Regions from separate parts of the Sus scrofa genome. Here region 1 is linked to region 2. Evidence: chromatin contacts called from public Hi-C data. All regions are on one chromosome and are shown on one strand. The core of a region is the stretch at or near the end of the contact, and the rest is flanking DNA. Distances in the headings are between cores, read along the strand shown.

The links. A called contact is a pair of places that touch in the nucleus more often than the background predicts.
Region 1: a Hi-C map of embryonic fibroblasts shows a contact between it and region 2, with 2.0 times the contacts expected there. The contact joins the promoter of SLC27A4 here to the promoter of CIZ1 in region 2. A contact is called at or near these places in 4 of 47 Hi-C or Micro-C datasets (embryonic fibroblasts, liver, mesenteric adipose tissue and 1 more) and 1 of 2 datasets of contacts at active chromatin or transcription factors (alveolar macrophages).

What each region holds. Positions count from the first base shown.
Region 1 is chr1:268,772,382-268,776,434 of Sscrofa11.1, forward strand. SLC27A4 (long-chain fatty acid transport protein 4) reads left to right here and starts at 1,411. Exons shown (of 12, transcript XM_021069619.1): 1 at 1,411-1,721; 2 at 3,335-3,501. The coding sequence starts at 3,341. It overlaps TRNAR-UCU (a tRNA gene), which reads right to left and starts at 1,113; the gene lies at 1,023-1,113.
Region 2 is chr1:268,640,282-268,644,014 of Sscrofa11.1, forward strand. CIZ1 (cip1-interacting zinc finger protein) reads right to left here and starts at 1,783. Exons shown (of 19, transcript XM_013993898.2): 1 at 1,563-1,783; 2 at 816-990; 3 at 452-567. The coding sequence starts at 985.

The sequences.
Region 1 (4,053 bases), core at 161-2,660, 130 kb after region 2:
TTTTTCTGTATAAGAAATGGAGACAATTTTCTTTTTTCTTTTCTTTTCTTTTTTTTTTTTTTGGTGATTTTAGGGCTGCATCTGCACCATATGGATGTTCCCAGTTTAGGAGCTGATTCGGAGCTGTAGCTACCAGCCTACACCACAGCCGCAGCAACGCAGAATCCGAGCCGTGTCTGTGACCTATACCACGGTTCTCGGCAACGTCAGATCCTTAAGCCACTTAGCAAGGCCAGGGATCCAACCCATGTCCTCATGGATACTAGTCAGGTTCGTTTCTGCTGAGTAACAGTGGGAACCCCAGACTCTGAATTTTCCACTGCAGAGTTGACCCAAGCCCCTTGGATGCCAATGTCCACACCCAGAACCACTGCACCTCATACCTCCTGGATGCAACGGGGGAGGGAGGTGGTGCTTTAATTTAGTGAGTTCCCCCAAAAGGAGGCAGCCTGTACTCTGGACGAAATGGGTTCAAATACTTGTCAGACCAAATTTTCGCTTTCAACGCCTATAAATATACCCTGAAAACTGTCCTTCCTTGCTTTTAAGGACTCCTACTGGATTATGGGAGTAAGGGCTCTATTTAAGGACAGGTAGCAACTGTGGATGCTCAACACGTTTGATTATCAAGGCACCAAGTTTTCAGAAGCCCAGAGTGACATAGAGCTGGGAAGCTGGCAGATGGCCTGGGGCTGGGCAGGTGGTATGGAAACTGTGGTCAGAGGCTGCTTAGAGACTGATTTGCTGCAGGGTCCGGACCGACCAGAGGCCAAAGATATGTACTAGTCTCAAGGCGCCGTGCCCTTTGTACCAGCAGGTGTGCCACATTGCTTTCAGGATATCAACGAAAGGAAAGGCTTCCTGTGCAGGAATCCCAACGCCCAACTTTATTGCTGTCCCAGAAGCAGAAGTGTCAGCCTCAGGTCTGCAGGAACGATTGTGTGGGTCTCCTGAACCTTAGGGCCTGGGAGGCCACAAAATTTCAAAGAGGAAATGTCCTTTGAAAGGAGCTGTCAAAACCTCGACTCTGGTGGGACTCGAACCCACAACCTTTGAATCACCACGCTTGGGTTGGCTAGAAGTCCAATGCGCTATCCATTGCGCCACAGAGCCAGTTACTGCTGTCTGCCCTCCAGCTCACCTCTGTTGTAAACCGCCCTTTTCCCGCTCTTCTAGGTGTGGCGCTGGGCCTTGGCCAAATTCTGTTCCTGTCTCCGGAGTGTGGACTCCGGATTCTCCGCCAACAGTGCGGTGGGGGTGCTCTCCTCCCACGAAGGGACGCCGGGGACAGAGGGGTCAGGGCTCGGGCAGAGTGCGCCTGTCACCTTCCCGCCCCAGGGGTCTCTGCGGCCGGGCGGGGCGGGGCTGCGCGGCGCGGACTACAACTCCCAGCGTGCCGCGCGGGACACCGCCGGAGGCCGTCGCTCGCGCAGGGGCGGCGGGTCGGGCGGCGCCGCCAGCTCTGCGGCTTGCTCGCGGTGGGCGAGGCGCGGGAGGCGGTGTTGCCGGCCGGCGCAGCTGGTTTGGATTGCGGGAGGCAGGCGGGGGAGGAGCGCCGCAGGCGGGCGGGGCCGGCCGGGTGGCCGGGCCCTGCTGGGCGCAGAGCTGGCGAAGCTCTGCTGAGACCCGGCTCTGCGCGCCCGGGCGCAGCTGATGCCCCCCGCGCTCCCCACTCTGCTACCACAGCAGAGCTGCATCTGGACTGGCGGAGCCGACATCAGGTGAGTACAGGTCAGGGCAGTGAGTGGGTCCTCGGGCTGGGGAATGTGCCCGGCCGAGTCCTGGAGAGGTGGCGGTACCCGCCTGGGTCGGGGACGCGCCCTGGTGCTCTGTCTCCAGCTGGGCATTCTGCTACTCCCCTGGCTTTTTAGAGGCCAGGGCGGTCCACAGTGACCCAGGATCGAGGCCCGAGGGATCTGGGCATCCCCTTTCCTCCCCTTGGTCCCATCGCCCAGCCTTCCGGGACGAGTTCTTGCCTTCTGCCCTGGTGGGCTCTGGGAGCCCAGAGAACTGAGGACCTTGGAGACCCTTGGCATTTGAGTTTGGGGGCGTTGGTTCGGTCCCCCGCCGGGCTTTTGCTTCTCGCTTTGAGGAGGGGGAGGTGGTCTCAGGTGAGCTCATGTCCTCATCTTGACCTGGAGACTCTCAGGCTACATCATAGCCGTGACCTTCAGCCCCTCCCCAAGAATAGGAGAACCTGAAGGAAAACAGTCGCATCGGTTGCACCTCAAGCAAGTGTTTAAAACGCCAGGAGCCGTAATCCTAGCCCCGCCAGCTGTTCCTCTCCCCTTAAGGCCCCATTCCCAAAGATTGATCTGAGTGGCTTGCTGAGTGTATTTGTGGGGGTGCCTTCAAGGCCCTCTTCCTCTCCCTGTATCACTTTTCCCCTCTGGGCGGTAGCACCTCCAGGCTCTAACCTGTTTTCTCCATCGCCCTCTGTGGGCCAGCAGAGGCATGGCGCTGCCTGGGCCTTTGGGCAGGGACTGAGCAGGGCTCCTTCTCCAGATTGGGTGTTGTGGCTTGGCCTGATCATCCACACAAACTCCCTAAGTCTCTGGGTGGAGAGTTGAGACAGAAGCGCTAAAGTCAGTTCCCACTCTAAGCCATTTTGGTTAGGACCCTGTACGTCAGGAGAGTGGACTGTTCTGTTTTGACTGGAAGGGCTTCTGAGAGCAATTCTCTTCACACCCATTTTACAGAGGGGAGGACTGAGAACCAAAGTGGGGAAGGGACTTGCCCAAGGTCATTCAGAGGAGTTCCCGTGTGGCTCCTCGGATTAAGAATCTGACTAGTGGAGTTCCCATTTGTGGCTCAGCAGTAACCAACCTGACTAGTATCCGTAAGGACAGTGGTTCGATCCCTGGCCTCCATCAGTGTGATTAAGGATCTGGTGTTTCCGTGAGCTGTGGTGTAAGTCACAACGAGGCTTGGATCCCACCTTGCTGTGGCTGTGGCGTAGTCCAGCTGCTACAGCTCCGATTGGGCCCCTAGCCTGGGACCTTCCATACGCCGTGGGTATGGCCCTAAAAAGACAAACAAAAACTAAGGTCATTGAAAGAGTCATAGAATCATAAGCAGAGAAGAGATTAGGAGGCTAGAAACCAGCCTCTGCCTCTCAGCTCTGAAACTCCTCACCTCAAGTCCCATGCCGCTAGCCTGCTCCTTCCAAACTCCAGATCCTCCAGAGAGGATCCTGGTCCTCAGCTACCGTACTCAGTATAGCTAAGCCTCACTGTAGGTTCATTGATGCTTTGAGATTATAGTGGCCTGGCCGCCTGGGCCAGGAAGTAGGGGCCCCAGGCATTTGGGTCCACTGACTGCCTTGTGCCCACAGGTCACCATGCTGCTTGGGGCATCTCTAGTGGGGGTGCTGCTGTTCTCCAGGCTGGTGCTGAAACTGCCCTGGACCCACGTGGGGTTCTCCCTTCTGTTCCTCTACCTGGGGTCGGGCGGCTGGCGCTTCGTCCGAATCTTCATCAAGACGGTCAGGCGCGATGTCTTGTGAGTACCTAGTACAGCCCTTCCTGGGGTCTCCTGCTCCATGTTGGGCTCCTAAGCCCCCAAATCTCCCCAAACCAGACAACCATGGCTGCTCCCAGCACAGGGCACCTGGGCCCCACAGGAGCAGCCTCTGCTCCACACCCTTCCCCTTGCAGTAGTACATGGTACCTCCATCTCCAAGGTCAAAGTCTCCTCCCTTAGAATCTCCTTAACTTGGTTCTCCTTAGCCTGGAGCAGACTTGGGAGCCTGGGCTGTACATGGAACCCCAGGCATGTTGAGGGACATTGCAAGGGGTCCCAAGAACATGCTGTAGCTTCTGGGAGGGTCAAAAGGAGCCTGCAGGGAGGGCCCTGTCCTCCAGCTGGCATGAGTCTGAGAGGGCACTGAGTTCTAGAGCAGGGCCCCAAATCATGTCTGGGAGAACCTGCTCCCCATTGAAAGTCAGGTATGGCCCGCGGGGATATCCTGTACCAGAAACACCTGCTGCCCCTGACTCTGGGGCTCAGGGGAGAATGAGGCAGACCTGGTCCTGGGCTGAGCTCAGACTGGTC
Region 2 (3,733 bases), core at 533-3,032:
TTAATGCAGAGGGCTAGAGACATCCATCCATTCAGTGATCCAGGCAGTCAGGAGGCCCAAGCCTCCATCTAGCTCAACCACTGCTGATGCTGTGTGACCCAGGGCAAATGACTTTCCTTCTCTGAACCTCAGCTTCCTCATCTGCCAAACAAGATGCGAAGGAGGGTGGTCAAAATAGACCTTTCCACCCATCATCTTCTAATGTGCATGTCAGCAAAGTGTGCTGAGTAGCGCCCACGGAGCTGGCACCATGGCCAAGGGCACACTGCCGTGATCAGACAGACCTGCATTCAGCTGAGCAACTGAGGGACTTCCACCTCCTAGAGCCTCAGTGTCCTCATCACTAGGACCCTGACAGTAGCTCCCTCTCAGGGTTGCCGTGTGGACTTGACATTGAATGCTGTTGAGGAGCTACCCTTAGGATGGAGAGAGACAGGGCCGGCGGCCGTACCTTGCAACTGCTGCAGAAGCAAAGCTCTCTGCAGCACAGAGCCGTTGAGGAGGGAGGCGGAGCTGGTGCCCTGGAGATTCAGGAGCTGCTGCTGTGGTTGCTGCTGGGGGAGCCCCCTGGGTGTTGAGAGCAGGAGTCAGACGGTTACTGGGAGAGTCAGATCCTCCCTCCTCCCTGAGATCCCTCTCCTCCATTCTCTGCCTGCCTCTACAGCAGACAGAGGATCCCCTTGGGGTGGGGAGTAGGGGCCTCCAGGACTCAGACAGGGATGCTCCGGGGAGAAATGTCTTGGGGGAGGGGACGCACCAAGGCATGCATCTGAGGGGCTGGGCTAAAGCCACCCACCCCTCCAGTGGGAGCTCACCGGCTGACGGCCATGGGCAGAGGAGCCTGCGGAGGGGACTGCTGGAGCAGCTGCTGGAGCTGCAGCAACTGCTGCTGTTGTAGCTGCTGCTGCTGAAGCTGTTGCTGCTGAAGCTGCTGCTGCTGCTGCTGGAACTGCTGGAGCTGCTGCTGCTGCTGCTGGTTGAACATGGTGGCTGAGGGAAGGCGGGGGGAGTCAGGCCGGATCTCCGTCACCCACTCCCAGCCCGCGGCGCTCAAATACCGCGGCTGAGTTTCACAGCTACTGTCCCGGTCCTGCCCAGAGCTGGCCACACTTGCGGCCCATCCTTTCAAAACCCCTCCAATTCCACCAGCAGAAGGGTTCGCCCCCCCGCCTCCTGCCAATTTCCCCCAAATCTTTCCAACAGTCCCCCTTTCAAACGTCCGACCCCGCCCCCTATCTCGCCAACTCTCCCGCTCGGTCCTTCCTGGAGGAGCGTCCGACACAAATACACCTCCCACCCCACCCTTCGGCCATTCTCCGCGCCAATCGCGTACCGATGCCAGCCCCTCTCCACTCACACCCCTTTGATACGCCCACCCCGTCCCAAGCGCACATTTTATGTCAATAACATCAGCCCCCGCCCCCACCCCCGCCGCTACCTTTCACTTTCATCCAAGAACGAAGTAGGACAGGCTTCCCTCCACTCTACTCCCCACCCCCATTCCACTAACCCCTTCCTTTACAGATCGAGCCAGCATTACACTTCAAATCCGGTATCCCCACCTGCCCGCGAAGCCCGCAGCCTCCGTTCAAGGGGCCCCTAAGTCTTCGGCCGTCCCCCCAGCGGTGCCCGGCCCGCGCCCCTCGCCTCCCAGGGCGGGAATCGCACGGCCTCCTCCCCGCACTCTCGCCGCGGTCGCGTAGGCCCCAGCGGCAGGGCAGGCCGGACAGGCCGGGAGGCTCCGGCTCGCGGATCCCCGGCTCCCCGCAGCTCCGCCGGGGCCTGGCGCTTCCGAAGGCGGTCTGCAGGCCGGGCCCAGGCAGCGCCCTCTGGAGGCCGGGAGGTCCGGGTGGCGCCCGCCGCGTCGCGAGATCCTGCCCAGCGCACCCGCAACGCGGCAGGGGCGGTGCCTGCTCACCCAGCGGCTGGGTAGTGGAGGGCTTAGTTCCGGGCTGCGAGGCGGTCCTGAGCAGAGCAGACCCTCCGTCCCTCGTTCTCCGCATCGTGAAGGGGCTGCTCTGAGCCCAAAGTCCATCCGTCGCCACCCAGAGTGATCTGTCGTCTGGCGGGGACCGTCTCCAACCGACCTCCCCGCGGGTGCCACTGTCCCGCGATCAAGGGCCCCGCGCGGGGCTGGGATGGGAGGGGCGTGCAGCTGTACATTAGGGGACTGAGACCGGGCGAGAAGGCGATCGGCATAGCGGGGCAGAAGAATTTGCCCTAAAAGGTATGGGAGGTGGGTTTGAAAGTTACTGTTTTTTCCCCCTAGGATTTGACTCGGGGGCGGGTGAGGAGGGCTGAGTTCAATGGTTAAAACAACCACAACAAAACCCGGCGCGCATCCTGCCCCCGAATGGTGCTGCCAGCAAAGACCCTTTAATTACGACTCCGTCCTGCGCCCCGGCGCCCTTCCCAATGGCCCCCACTTCGAGTCACCGAGCTGCGTTACTAAATAGCAATCTCTCTCCCCTTTGCAGTTACTCAAAGCCGTCCTCAACTCTTAACAGCCCCAGGCAATGCGCTCACTTTGCTTTAGGCGCAGACCACATGCCGCACGGCGCATGGTGGCGCTAGGGATGCGCAGACCTGAGGTCCACCCAAGGAGACCCGAGTGTCAACCAATCACTGCAGTCATGTGACCAGTGCTTCCCTAAAGCTCGGGACCCGCTCTACCGCCGCCCCGGGCGGCCGCACAGAGGTGCCTAACTCTGCTTGGACTTAGGCGGGAGGGCTGGGCGCGGCTAGACTCAGGGGACTTCGCGCCTTGGGCGGAAGGGCAACCAGGCTTTGAACACGGGCCTGAAGAGTTGGGTTTTATCTATGGAGGGCAGGGAGCGCTAGAGAAGAGAGTGTGACAGCATCGTATCCACCCAGATTAGAACGCTCGGCTCCAGTGAGAACCAAGGAAGAAGGGGTGGGGTCAAGTCAAGATCGCCCAGGCTTCCAAACAGATAGATCTATCTGGGACCTCGGAGGGGTCCGGGATTGAATTGGGGTCCCGCTGCCTTGTGGCTAGGCGCCCCTGGCGGACCTGAGCCTTTCTTCGTCTGTAAAATGAGTACCCCCTCCCGGGGGAAGAGTTGTATGTGTGAGGATGCTATTACATAACGTTTAGCACTGGCACCTGGCACAGGGCGAGCTTAGCAAATTGCCAAAGTACAAAAAGCTAAAAATAATGTTCGTGGTGGTAAAGGTAGAGAAGCCAGCACTGGATTCCTGTGTTGGTTCACCTTTCCAGAAAGCATTCTGCAAATTCTCCATCAAGACTCTTGAACGCCTTGAACACCTTGCCCCTTGATCTGGTCACCCCACTTATAGGAATCTAGCCCAAGAAAATAATCAGAAAGAAGTCTTTTCAAAACCCAGCAAGTCACTCACAGAAACATGATTTATCATAGCTGTCTGGAAAATAATCAACTTTGGGGAACAGCTAAATAAAGCATTGGTGTCCGCCTCCTAAGGCACACAGCCTTCAGGAATTATTTCAAAGGATTTTTTCATATTTTTAATTTTTATTTTTGTGTTTTTAAGGCCACACCTGCGGGATATGGAGGTTCCCAGGCTAGAGGTTGAAACGAAGCTGTAGCCAGCGGTCTACACTACAGCCTCAGCAACGCCGGATCCTTAACCTACTGAGCAAGGCAGGGATCGAACCTGCGTCCTCATGGATGCTAGTCAGATTTGTTTCCACTGAGCCACAATGGGGACTCCTCAAAGGATTTTGTTTATTATT